Regions from separate parts of the Sus scrofa genome. Here region 1 is linked to region 2. Evidence: chromatin contacts called from public HiChIP or PLAC-seq data. All regions are on one chromosome and are shown on one strand. Each heading gives the region's core, a stretch centred on a gene start, on an enhancer-like site or on the middle of the called end of the contact. The rest is flanking DNA. Distances are from core to core; before and after follow the strand shown.

Region 1 (6,332 bases), core at 2,013-4,512, 290 kb before region 2:
TCCCAGGCATTGCAGGACCAGCATAGTTTAGAAGTCATCATTTCTTGATCATTGAAGAGTCACTGCTCCTTTGGTGGCCTGGTTCTATGAAGACTTTGGGACTCATTCCTGAAAAACCACTCTTGATCTATTAAATCAACACTCTCAAGTTTTCAGTGCTCTTCCTTATTATACCAAGGGAAAGATCTATTCTTTGCAACTGAATGTTGACTGATATTGTAAATTGCACAGGGAGAGTGGCGGCTGCTGACAAAGGATCTCAATGAGATTGGAAACTAGAATTAAGAAAATTAGAATAGGGAACTACAGTTGGGTATCTATCCTGATAGAGAGAGTATGAAAGTAGCAATGATTCTGCTAGTGCTAGAGAAGACACTCCAGGCCATGGTATACAATGGCAAAGGGGCTGACCTATAATTGCATTTTTAATTCTGTCCTTTTCTGTTTGGGTTATCAACATTATTCTGGCCTCAGAATGAGCTGGGTGCTTTTTTTTTTTTTTTTTTTTTTTCCTCTCAAATAGGAATTATCAATCCCTTGCAAGTATGGTAACAATAAAAACAAGAATAACCCCTCCCCCAAAACCTGGTTGTGAACCTCTTTTACCAAATAATAATAGCATTATTTTCTCTTTAGGCAGTTTAGAGATCACTGTGTCTGTCATAGTGCTCTTTTTATAAAATCAGTGATAAGAGTATTGATGCAAATAATCCATAAACATCTACAATAAAGAATAGAAGAGAGTTTTATTTGAGCCAATCTGAGGACTATAGCCCAGGAGACACAGATTCAAGAACCACTTGAATTGTGTTCTGCTGGATTACAAAATGGCTTATATAGACAAAAACTGCAAAGTTATATAAACTGTGTGTCAAGAATTACTATTGGAAGTTCCCATTGTGGCTCAGCGGTAATGAACCCAACTAGTTCCATGAGGATGAGGGTTTGAATCCTGGCCTCGATCAATGGGTTAAGGATCCAGTGTTGGCATGAGCCTTAGTGTAGGTCACAGGCTTTGGGCTTGGATCTGGCATTGCTGTTGCTGTGGTGTAGGCTGGTGGCTACAGCTCCAATTAGACCCCTAGCCTGGGAACTTCATATACCATGGGTGCGCCCTAAAAAAAAAAAAATTGGTGCTGGTAAGAAGGCTGCTTATTAAGCAAGGATTCACTGCGGTCTGAAAAGGTTCCAAAATTACAAGGGGAGGCCTTGCGACCTTAAGGTAGCAACTGGCAGCTGCTGGCAGATATTGTTTTGAAAATGGCTTGTTGTCCTTGAGTTTGATACAGTTCAGAAAATTCAGCTTCTCAATGATGCAGGAACAAACCATATCCACAATGGCCACCTGGCTCCATTTGGTTGCTTGGACCACAGTTCCTCCATTTTGATTTTTAAATTTCCTGTCATCAGGAGCTTGTAAGTCTCTCTTAAAATGAGTATTTGGGATGGATATTGGTCTAAAATGGGTAGATTAAGGGGAAGTTTTCTGTGTTTAGAATTCCTGCTTGGCAAGAGTAGAGGTCATCAATGCCCTGCAGACTTTTTTAGAATAAAAATCATTCTAGGTGATTTCTTAAAATCTTGTGGATTTAAATACCATTTGGGGACTCCCAATTTTATATCTTCTGATAGGAATTCTCTACCGAGCTCCTACTCTGTTGGCTCAATATCTCTACTTCCATGCGAAACAGGCATCTCAGTGTTACTAAGAACAGTGCCCCCTCCCACTAAACCCACTATTACTTCAATATTCTCCATTTTAGCAAGGACCAACCTCTATTCAGTTGCTTTGGTTTAAAAAAAAAAAAAATTCCTTTTTCTTTTTTTGTCTTTTTCTTATCCATCAGCAGATCCTATTGGCTTCTATCAGTTCTCAACATTTCCACTGCTACTACCTTATCCCAAGCCCCCATAATTTTTTCCCTGGGCAGCAGAAATAGCCTCCTAGGTGACCTTCCAGCTTGCAGTTTTGAAGGTCAGCAGTCTGTCCACCACGAGCAGTCACTTAACCGATCACGCCACTCCCCAGCTTCAAACCGTCAAGTGATTCCCGTCTCCTTACCTAACCAGAGCCCTGCCCAGTGTCGCCGATCTCACGTCCCACAATCTTCCGCACTTAAGTTCACTGCGCTCTAAGCTCCTTGGCCTCCCTGCCTTCTTTCCAGAACGCCAAGTGCCTGAAGACTTTTATAACTTACCTTTCTCCTTGCTGGGACCATTCCTCCCTCAGATTCGGCCAAGGCTGGCTGTGTCTTCATTTAGTTTTCTACTCAAATGTCTGACTGTGGTACCTAGAACAGCACCCTCCTTATTTCCTCTCCTATCACTCATATTATTTTATCTCATTTTAGCTTTGCATTTACCCTGCCTAGAAGGGAAAGCCCCTTTGGAGCAGTTAATGTTCATTCGCGCCGTATCCCTGGCGCCTGGAAAAGTGCCTGGCACATCAAGCACCTAAAAACAGGCTTAGTTAAATGAATTTGCACTGAACTTATCCTGTTTTCCACTTGCTTTGTGAGATCACCTCGCCTCCGAGGTAGGCATACAAACAGGGACGGAAGCAGAAGCTATGGAAAGGCCTGCCTTGCCGTGTTTTGAGCCCATTAGTAAGGCCTCGCGCAAGAACCCCTCGAAGCTCCCCCAGCCAGAGCCGGGCGTTAAGAATGCTCTTTAGTCTCCTCGTCGTCCGGAGACAACAAGAGACGTCGGTGGGGAGGGGAAAGGGTAAAGAGGAGAAAATAACGCGTGGAAGGGCTGAGGAAGGAGCCTCGGCTCTGCACCGTTCGGTTGAGAATTTACTATTTTTCATGGCGGCAATTATTTTACTGGATGGCCCGGGGGCTGGGGCTGCGATTCGGGCGCACAGCAGCAAGCGAGGCGGTCAGCCATTTTCCGAAACTAATCTCCCGAGTAACCCCGCCCGAGTGTGTACGCATGAAACGGAGGCGGGACTTATTGTGAGGGCCCCTCTCCGGAAACCGCACCCTCGCTGGCGTCCCACCTTCTGGGATTCACAAAACGCAGACCAAGATTTAACAGTCGGCAGCGAAAGCGCGCACTCGAGCGCCAATGAGAGCGGGAGGAGAACGGCGTCTGAAGAACACTCTCTATGGCCAACAATGATTGGCTGAAGCCCTCCTGTCTTTTTTTTGTATTGGGTGGACTGCCTTTCCCCGCCCACCCAGTTCGCTTTTGTCTAGGTACTTTTGATTGGCTCCTCTTAGGCGGCACGGGGGATTGTTCATTACGGATTGGTGGATTTGAGCACCTGGCGGCTCCTTCCCGAGCAGGGAGTCCATCCCACCTCTCTGTCCTGTTTCCCGACCCGTACGCTTTCCCCTCAACTCTCGCGCACGAATGGTTAAAAAAAAAAAAAAAAAAAAGGGTGTGAGGCTGGAGCCCGCCAGCCAGGCCTCTCGCTCCTAAGCGCGCGCCCTCAGCGAGGACCCGCGCGAGCTGCCCGTGACGCTGCCTGCGCTGTTTGAAACTGCAGAACCCGTTACGAGCTTGAGGCAACTACCGTTCCAGCTGGTTCCGGAGCCCGTGCGGGCCAAGGGGCGAGTGGCGGTCTCGAGGCGGCTCTGGCCTTTCGCGTCTCCACCGCGTGGAGACTAGAACCGGCACTTTCGCAGGACACCACTTCCAATCGCAGCGCTGGCGCGGGCGGAGGCTAAAACACGGGGGTCCTGAGACTGAGGAAAACGCGCCAAGTTCCCGTCGGTGGTGGAGTGAGGAAGACCCTAGCGGTTAGGACGCCGGGCGAGCGGAGCTGCTTCTGGCGCTCCTTGCCGTCCCGGGGCGGGGGCGGGCGCGGGCGGGCGCCGCTCCGGGGATGTAGTTGGTGCGGGCGCCGGGCAGGACCGAGCGGCAGCCCGGGTTCCCGCTCTTCAGAGCGAATGGTCACTCCCCCGCGGGGAGGGCGATCCGACCAGCTTTTCCTTGGGTCGGGGGGCCCCCGCGGGCTCGGGGCAGGGGCTCACCTGTGGCACCCACGCTCGGCCTGGTTGGACTTGTCGGCGTCACCGCCGCGGACCTCGCTTTGGGCCATGACCAGGTAAGGAGGGCCTGTGGAGGTGGGGCCGGCGCCCGAGGGGGCCGCGGGGAGGACCTCGGCTTCGTGGGTGCAGCGCCGCCGCCGAGCTCCGTGCAGCGGGCGGGGCGCCCTCCTGCCGCCGCCGGGGACTCAAGGCAGGTGCGGGCCGGGCGTAAATAGGCCAGCTCCGCGGGCGAGGGTCCCGGAGCTGCGGTCCTGCTTCAAGACGCCTCCCGCCGGGCCCGTGGCGTCCTCACGGGCACGGGCACAGACCCCATCCCGTCTTTTCGCTTTCCTTTCCGTTCCTAGAGAGTGCGGGGTAGCGCCAAGGAATGTTTTCGCTCGCGTTGTCCTGGGTCGGGATTGCTGCATTTTACCGCGCAGTTTAAACTTTTACTTCTTTTTTTTTTAACAAGTATTTAGAATGCCACGTGTCTTAAACCTTTGTTGGGAATGTTCTCCTTATGTTACGTTTTTCGTGGAAAGTTGCAATTAAGTCGTACCACCTTGTGAAGGAGGCCGCTTAAGACGAATAGGACTTAGTGTTCACACTGTCACTTGTTCAGTAACATGCAATGTTCGATTTATCGTGGGTTCTGCGAAACCGGATTTAGATTACGGGAGAAACATTTTTGTTGTAGCAAACCCCAGTGATAAGGACAGGCGGGAGCAAGAAATGGTGCAGCATAAGGCACGGCACCTGGTCAAATGTTAGATTAACTAGGTCATGTTAAATCACTGCTTGAAGGAGCCTGGAGGATTGGTTTATTGATTAGGATTGGTAGTTATTTTAGCTGCCTGGCCATTTTTTTCTTATGTTTATATGTAAGTCGGGTTACTTTGTCTTTTAGAGAAATCAGATTGGCTCCCAAGAAAACCCTTTTGCGGGAATCATTGATGCTTAAGAGATCCCTGACACCTTAGTGCAGGCTGGTTTATCATTCGTGATAGCGTTTCTTCAGTAGCACTAGGTAGTCTGGAGAGTAAATTGAGTTGGAGTGGGTCTGTGGAAATTGGTCGGCTTTCCATTTATTCCTGAGGTGTCTCAAAAAGTTGGCTTCACTGCCGAGTTCAGTGTTATGAGGTCCTAGATCCGAGGCAGCCCAGTGAAATGTTAAATAAGGATGGAATTTAGTTCGTATTGTTACTCTGCCTATTTATTTGTAAAGTCCTTGCTGAGCTTTTGGACTCTTAAGTGATTTTCTGGTAATACTCCAGGCAGATAATTTCCCCCTAGATAGCCTAATAAAAAAACAGGATTGAAGTTTAAAATAACTACCACAGATACATTTTTTTAATCAGAAAGTTTTATTTTAAGACAGGGAAGAAAGTTTGCATAATGCAAACTATCCTTTTTTCCCTACTTAAAGCAGAATTTTAAAAAATTCTGGAGTTTAAGTTTGGAAAATCAGTAGCATATTTTGGTTTCTAGAGCGTTAAGAATTTGATTTACACAAATTATGGCATTTTTTTACACTGTTATCCTAATCTTGCATATGGTTTCTTGTTTTTCACACAAGGTTTTAGACTATTTCATATAAGTAGAAAAGGCTCTGGAAGGAGAACTCAGCTGCTTCTAAGCACTCCTTTAATTTCCCATTCATCTGTTTCCCACCTCCTACTTGAGATGGTAGTTGCTTGTTGTTTTCTGAATAAACTAATACATAATAAAGTTTTTATGCTTTAATGATACTACTTTATTCCAGATCTATTACTAAAATGGGTTAATTTGTGATATGACCATTAATATACTAAGCAGGCTAATAAGAATTTTAATATCTGGCCTTTTTTGTTGTGTAAGAAAGTTAAGGACAGGAATTCTGTTGTGGAACCTGACTAGTATCCATGAGGATGTGGGTTCCATCCCTGGCCTCCGTCAGAGGTTAAGGATGCAAAGGTTCATCCTTAGGTCGAAGACAAGGCTCCACTTCACACTGTTTTGGTGTAGGCCAGCAGCTGTAGTTCCAATTTGACCCGTACCCTGGGAAGCTCCCTATGCCGGGTGCAGCCCTAAAAAGACAAAAAAAAAAAAAAAAGAGTTAAGGACAAATGGCAAGCTCCTTCATTTAAGCAATAAACATTGAGCCTATTATTGCTGGGCATTAGGTTTTCAAGTACAAAATTCTAATTATTAGTAAATTCGTTTTTGCAAATGATGATTATATTGCCTCCAGTTAATAACTGAAAACTAATAACCTTTTCTCTGTGATTAACAGATATGATTGGTGATTACAAGGTTCCTATATAAATTAATTCTTGTCCACTCCTTGGGATTTGAAGAGAAAATGCCTGGTGTCAT
Region 2 (6,353 bases), core at 3,384-5,883:
ATATCCATCTGACAGCGCTTAAGCATTCCTAACTCAACAAGTAGAAAACTGAAAAAACAGAAACCTGGGAGTCTTCTTTAATTTCTTCCCTCTTTCATCCCTCCTCTTGGTTCTATTATCCTAATATCTCTGATCAGATTTTTGCTTCCCTTATTCCTATTTATTTCAGAGCTCCCATTTTTTTTTTAAACTTCAGTTATGAAAACAACCTCCTAGCTGGTCTTTCCAGACCAAGCCATTCTCCATAATAGTGCAACCAGCAGCGCAACATGCAATCTAAGTATGTCGTTCCCTAAATGGTTTCCTTTATAACCAGGTTAAAGTCCAAGATTCTTTTCATACTGTGTAAGTACCACTCCTCAGCTCTCATGTTCTGGCTATAATAAATTTCCAGGTTATCCTAAACTGGTTGAATCTCCCTCTTCTGCAGCTAGTTCTTTTTGTCATGTAAGTTATCTCAGGACTTCCTCCTTCAGGATCCTTCAATTTGAGAATAGCTGACTCTCCTTCTTCTCTTAATACTCTGTTCATACCTCCCTCATACCGTTTGTCACATGGTATTGTGAGACTCTAAGTTTTTTCTCTGAATTCTTTTCATATTTCCATGACTTAGCACAGTGTTGGGTATTAGCAAATGTTACCTGTGGATAGATTTTTTGTGCTGCATTTCAAGGCTAAGGTTTACCTTGTAATACTTGCTGAAGTGTGGTTATGAAAGGAAAAGGAATAGGGAATAATATTGCATTGAGAAGAGAAACTGAGTCCACTGAAGTTGCTTTCAAAATGATGGGGATTCAGTCCGTGTGTGTAGGCTGAGGCAAATGGGGCAGTGGAGAGAGAGTGAGCTTGAAGATGTAGGAGAGGAACTGGAAATAAGGCCATTTGGAAAGGAGAAAATGTTTCCAATAAGTTTTCCTTAACATATTTTTTTTAAGCCTTTAGAGGACTGCAAGATATTCATCTCATCAAGGCTAAGTTCAGTTTATTTCAAAATAATATTCTTAATCAAACGTATTTACTTATTAAACAGAATCTTCTTTCACTGGGTCCTGGTGGGAGATGGATCAGGAGTATAACTGGTAGAAGTTAAGGACTGCAAGTTTACTAGCACAAGTCTGGAGCTATATCACAATCAGTGCTACTAGAATGGCTGGTATGTTTTCACAGTATACTCCTGGGATACAATGAATTTCAGAAAGGGCTTGACACTTAAGATGAATTTTTAAAAATATGTATACACACTAGGCAGTGAATTGCTATTTTTTTAAAATGATTTTAATGTAGTTCTATTGGTCAAATATCCTGGTTTTAATAGCTATTTCATTATGTAATCTGATTTATTAATTAAAAAATAAAGCACAGGTGTTGGAAATAGCTTATGTATGAGAAGGGAGTTTTAGGGCCTCACTCATCACTGTAAACTCCCACAAATGATTATGGAGAGGTAGTTACTCTGTACAAAGTACTGTGCTTAGAACTGAGAGGGACACAGATATTTAAGATGCATTTCCTGGAGTTCCCGTCATGGCGCAGTGGTTAACGAATCCGACTAGGAACCATGAGGTTGCGGGTTCGGTCCCTGCCCTTGCTCAGTGGGTTAACGATCCGGCGTTGCCGTGAGCTGTGGTGTAGGCTGCAGACGCGGCTCGGATCCCGCGTTGCTGTGGCTCTGGCGTAGGCCGGTGGCTACAGCTCTGATTCAACCCCTAGCCTGGGAACCTCCATATGCCACGGGAGCGGCCCAAGAAATAGCAACAACAACAACAACAAAAAGACAAAAAAAAAAAAAAAAAAGATGCATTTCTTGCCTTTTAGAAAATATGTTAGCTATTAAAGAATGCCAGTTAACCAAATGCACAAGTGATTATGAAAAGTTGATGTTACACACATTTTACTTTCTGTTTTCCATTCTGATAAGACTCTCTTATCCTCTCGCTTCGCTTTAATTTTTTTCTTTTCTTTTCTTTTGTCTTAATTATCAAAACTATCTGTGCTTTGGAAACAGACTCGAGTTCCTAGGCAGAGTGCTTTGCCTTTAGCAGAACTTATCTTGTATTTATTGAACCGAAATGAATATCTTGCCCAATTTGGACTCTTGTGTGGTTGGCAATTGGCTGAGTTGGAAAGTATAGGACAAATTCAGAGGAGAGAATATTGCTGAGCACTGCAGCTGTAGGAATATCTTTTAAAAACCTGAAAATCTGTTACATAAATTACATACTCTTCAGAGTCTGTCCCACATTCATTTACACAATTGGTTACTGAAAACTGCTTTAGAAATATATGTATCAAATATTTAGCATATTTTAAAGCTTCCTTAATAACATCTCTAATAAGTGGATGCGATTATGTGTTTATTTACTTCAAACACCAATGAATAGCAGATAACCTAATTATAGTTTATTATTACCACTGAATAATTCCACTGAAAATGTTTTCTCTCGCAGAGTCATATTGGTTTGGAGCCTGAGTAAGGAAAGCCGCAGACTGCTTTCCATGATCATAGATTTTAAATATTTACTTGCTAGTGCTGCATAATTTAGCACACTGGAGTTGGAAAGCAGTTTGTAGCTGATGCCTTGCCAAGGTTACAGAATATAATTTCCCTCTGTGACTTCTACCTGAAGTTGTAAAAATGGAAAGTATTTTACGGTTTTTTTTTTTAACCAATTAAATTTTGTTTTGCTGCAAATCCGTAGAAAACCAATGTTTGTGGTATACACACAATTTTATTTTACATAATTACCATGTAGGTTAAAGAATGGAGCATTGTTTCTCATGGCCTGTTACTGTATAGTATTAAATATAAAAACATTCATTCTTATAATCCAAATCTTTAAGAAAGTAACAAAAAAGTATTCAGACAGCTTGTTAAATGCGTATTATTTGTCCTAAGAAATCACAACGAGTTCTGTATTTTAAAATGTGGAACCACTGGCTATTTCATCAAGCAGATTTACTTTGTGAGCTCACTTTAAGAAATGTTACATTTGGAGTTCCCGTCGTGGCGCAGTGGTCAACGAATCCGACTAGGAACCCATGAGGTTGCGGGTTCGGTCCCTGCCCTTGCTCAGTGGGTTAACGATCCGGCGTTGCCGTGAGCTGTGGTGTAGGTTGCAGACGCGGCTCGGATCCCTCGTTACTGTGGCTCTGGCGTAGGCTGGAGGCTACAGCTCCGATTGGACCCCTAGCCTGGGAACTTCCATATGCCGCGGGAGCGGCTCTAGAAATGGCAAAAGACAAAAAAAAAAAAAAAAAAAAAAAAAAAAGAAAAGAAATGTTACATTTGCTACAGCTTTGTGTAATTGGTTATTTGGTTGCCCTATCATATAACAAAAATAAATAGTTGTGGTTACCTGTTTTTGTCAGACTAATAATAGAAATTATTAATAGAAAATAATATTCAAACCATTAAACACATAAAAAATTCAGAACCTTTTCAAATCTAGTTTTTTTTTTTTTTTTTTTTTTTTTTTTTTTTTTTTGTCTTTTTGCATTTTCTAGGGCCACTCCCGCGGCCTATGGAGATTCCCAGGCTAGGGGTCCAATCAGAGCTGTAGCCGCCAGCCTACGCCAGAGCTACAGCTATGCAGGATCTGAGCCGCATCTATGACCTACACTACATACAGCTCACGGCAACGCCGGCTCCCTAACCCACTGAGCAAGGCCAAGGACCGAACCCACAACCTCATCTTCCTAGTCGGATTCGTTAACCACTGAGCCAGGACAGGAACTCCTCAAATCTAATTTTGAACTTTTCAACTTTGCATTCTGAAAGATTTTCTTTCCCACATGGTTCCATAGTCCAGTAGTGCAGAATGTTAATTTTTTGCTTCCAGTTTTTATTATAATTTCCTATGCAATTCAGAAGCATGTCTAGCAGCCTTGTTCCAGTACAATCCGGTGGTACTGCAAAGACAAAACAGGATCAAACTTTGCAATAATTTGTATTTCTCTCAAAACCGCTTATGAGGAAGGATGGAAATTTCCATTTCGTAAGAAGCCTTTGCAGACTGTCCTGGGTTTCAATTCTAGAAAATAATCTGAATGTGGAAAATAAGTATACATATTCCTTAATGTTTTACAAGAATTTACCTACAGTTCCAACTGTAGCTTGGTTTATGAGTAACTTCACAAAAGGATAAGACGGAATACCGTTTTTTTTTTTTTTTTAATCAAAGTGGGGCTTGGTAGAAAAGAGTACATTAGTCCAACGGATTTAACAAATTCTCCGCAATCGCACTTTGAGTTTTCGGGTGTCAGGGGCGGAGTGAGGAATAAGAGGCGCAGGGCATGCTGGATCTTGTAGTCCCGCGCGGGAGGGGCGTGGTATTGCATGGCCTGCTGGGAGTTGAAGTCCAGTTCAATAGGAACTCATGGTGGGCATAACGCAGTTTGTCTATCACGGGCACCGCTTAGAGACGGATACTTTGGTTCTGTCCTTGCTATATTGGTGATTTATGGTCTGACGTAGTGAACGGGGCGAAAAAGGATGGACAAAGTAAACGAACCAGGGGCCTGGTGACGCCTGCTATTGCTGTCGCCAGTCTGTAAGCTTGAGTGCCCCGGAAGTGGCTGTCCTGCTGGGTTTGAAGGAGGGGGTGGGGCGTTCCTCTTACTACGGTGGCCGGGAAGCTCGAGGTGCCTGTGGCTGCGGCGCAGAGGTTGGAGTGTCTGCGTTTTTGCTGGCAGCTCTTCTGGCGGCTGCTGCTAGAGCTGGAACATTTCCCGGGTTGGTGGCTCCTACACATTGTTTACACTTCTCCAGTTCTGTTTTCGGTGAGGGGTCGACTTGAGGCTAGCGGAGTCAGGAGAAGGTTGGGGCTTAGTGTCTCTGGTCCCCGAATGACCAGGTTTCTTGGGGGGCCTTGCACTCACTGGAGACCCTGTGGCAGACCGTGTAGGCTTTCAGAATTTGGCGCCTCCCTCATCTGCTCCTGTCTAGTGTCATTTGTTTTCTGACTCCTCACTCTTCCTGAGATCCAGAACTGACAAACCTTAAGCCTTCCTGTGGGCAGCTGTTGCCCTCTCTTTGGAAGCTTTTCTTTCTTGTTTCAGGCACGATCTCTTGTCTCCTAAGCTCATCCATTTAACTTCTTCCCTATTTCTCTCCATCTAAAAGAAAAGAAAGAAAACAAATTAGACGCTCAAGATCTCAGTGTTCTCATTCCTAACTCCTTTATCCCTTTTTTGGCCCTTCTTACTAATTCATACTCTGATAACACTTGCCTGAATATCTAAATGCTTTTCCATCCAGACCTTAACGTTCAGTCACTTTATTTGGTTTTTAGCCTGAGCGCTTCCACCTCTATCTACATGTAAGGGCTTTTTAGGTTGGAGGTTCATCTGCGTTCTTAGGATAACTGATGAATGGGAGAGTGATCGCCAATGATTAGCTAAGCGTGACTCTACTTACTGAGTTTATATTTCTTAAGATTTCTTTGGCTTACATTTTCGTTTTGTATTGATTATTTTCTCGCAGGGGGTTCGCTGCTACCCTGCGTTAGTGGAGAATACCTCCTCCTACAGCTCTTCGTATCTTAACTGAGATTTTTTTTTTCTTTTTTCCTACTTCAGGCATATGTCCCCAGTGGAGGTTTGTGCAATGATTTTTGTATCAGTTAATAGATAGACACAAGGGAATGCCTTTCCTCCCTTGTTTATGATTTGTAATTAGTGAGTCATTGAAATTACCCAAAGGGATTGAAAAAGCTTTGGAAGGTAAAGTCTATGTATATACCAATTTGCAAAATAATAAAGTGTCTTCCCTGAACGAGGAAGAGTTTCTAATTAGTCCAGTAATCTGATGCTATATTGAATTAATTATCAATTCTTTCACTGTAAAATTTTGGGAACTGTTTAATGTTAAAAAATAACCAATAGAAGGAATTTTATAGTTTAGTAAAAATAGTTTAAAAAACCACTTAACTGATGTTCTTTTTTTCTGTAAAATAGAATACAGGTATATCAAAAAGTTTATTTTTTGTGACTATTGATGAGCTATTTCTATATATTTGATAGATCTGGTAAAACAGCATGGTACACTATTCAGTAATGTGTAGACAGACATTTTTGTACTTCCTGCCTTTCTGGGGACCATGTAACTTAAATAACTTTGAAGCTTTCTTCTATTCTAAGTGTTGCACTGTAGAAATTCTAATAGTAAAATTATTCTTTAGAAGTCAAATATAATCCCTATGTGTCAGTATAATACAAATATTAATACTCATACCCGTCTAATTGGGGTTATCCTAATGAGTCAGAAATGGTTCCAGCCATGCTTAAGATTGGGGCTAAATGTATAATATTTCAGAATTAATTCACTCATGAGGTTCCTTACTGGATAAATGATA

The links. HiChIP or PLAC-seq counts read pairs in DNA pulled down with a chosen protein or histone mark.
Region 1: a contact with region 2 is called in an H3K27ac HiChIP or PLAC-seq map of alveolar macrophages. The contact joins the promoter of USP1 here to the promoter of ATG4C in region 2. A contact is called at or near these places in 3 of 5 promoter capture datasets (fetal liver, fetal skeletal muscle and liver), 11 of 47 Hi-C or Micro-C datasets (alveolar macrophages, embryonic fibroblasts, fetal heart ventricle and 6 more) and 2 of 2 datasets of contacts at active chromatin or transcription factors (alveolar macrophages and skeletal muscle).

What each region holds. Positions count from the first base shown.
Region 1 is chr6:149,982,876-149,989,207 of Sscrofa11.1, reverse strand. USP1 (ubiquitin carboxyl-terminal hydrolase 1) reads left to right here and starts at 3,262. Exons shown (of 9, transcript XM_021096553.1): 1 at 3,262-4,054; 2 at 6,250-6,332. The coding sequence starts at 6,319.
Region 2 is chr6:149,690,194-149,696,546 of Sscrofa11.1, reverse strand. It overlaps ATG4C (autophagy related 4C cysteine peptidase), which reads left to right and starts at 4,633. Exons shown (of 11, transcript NM_001190284.1): 1 at 4,633-4,732.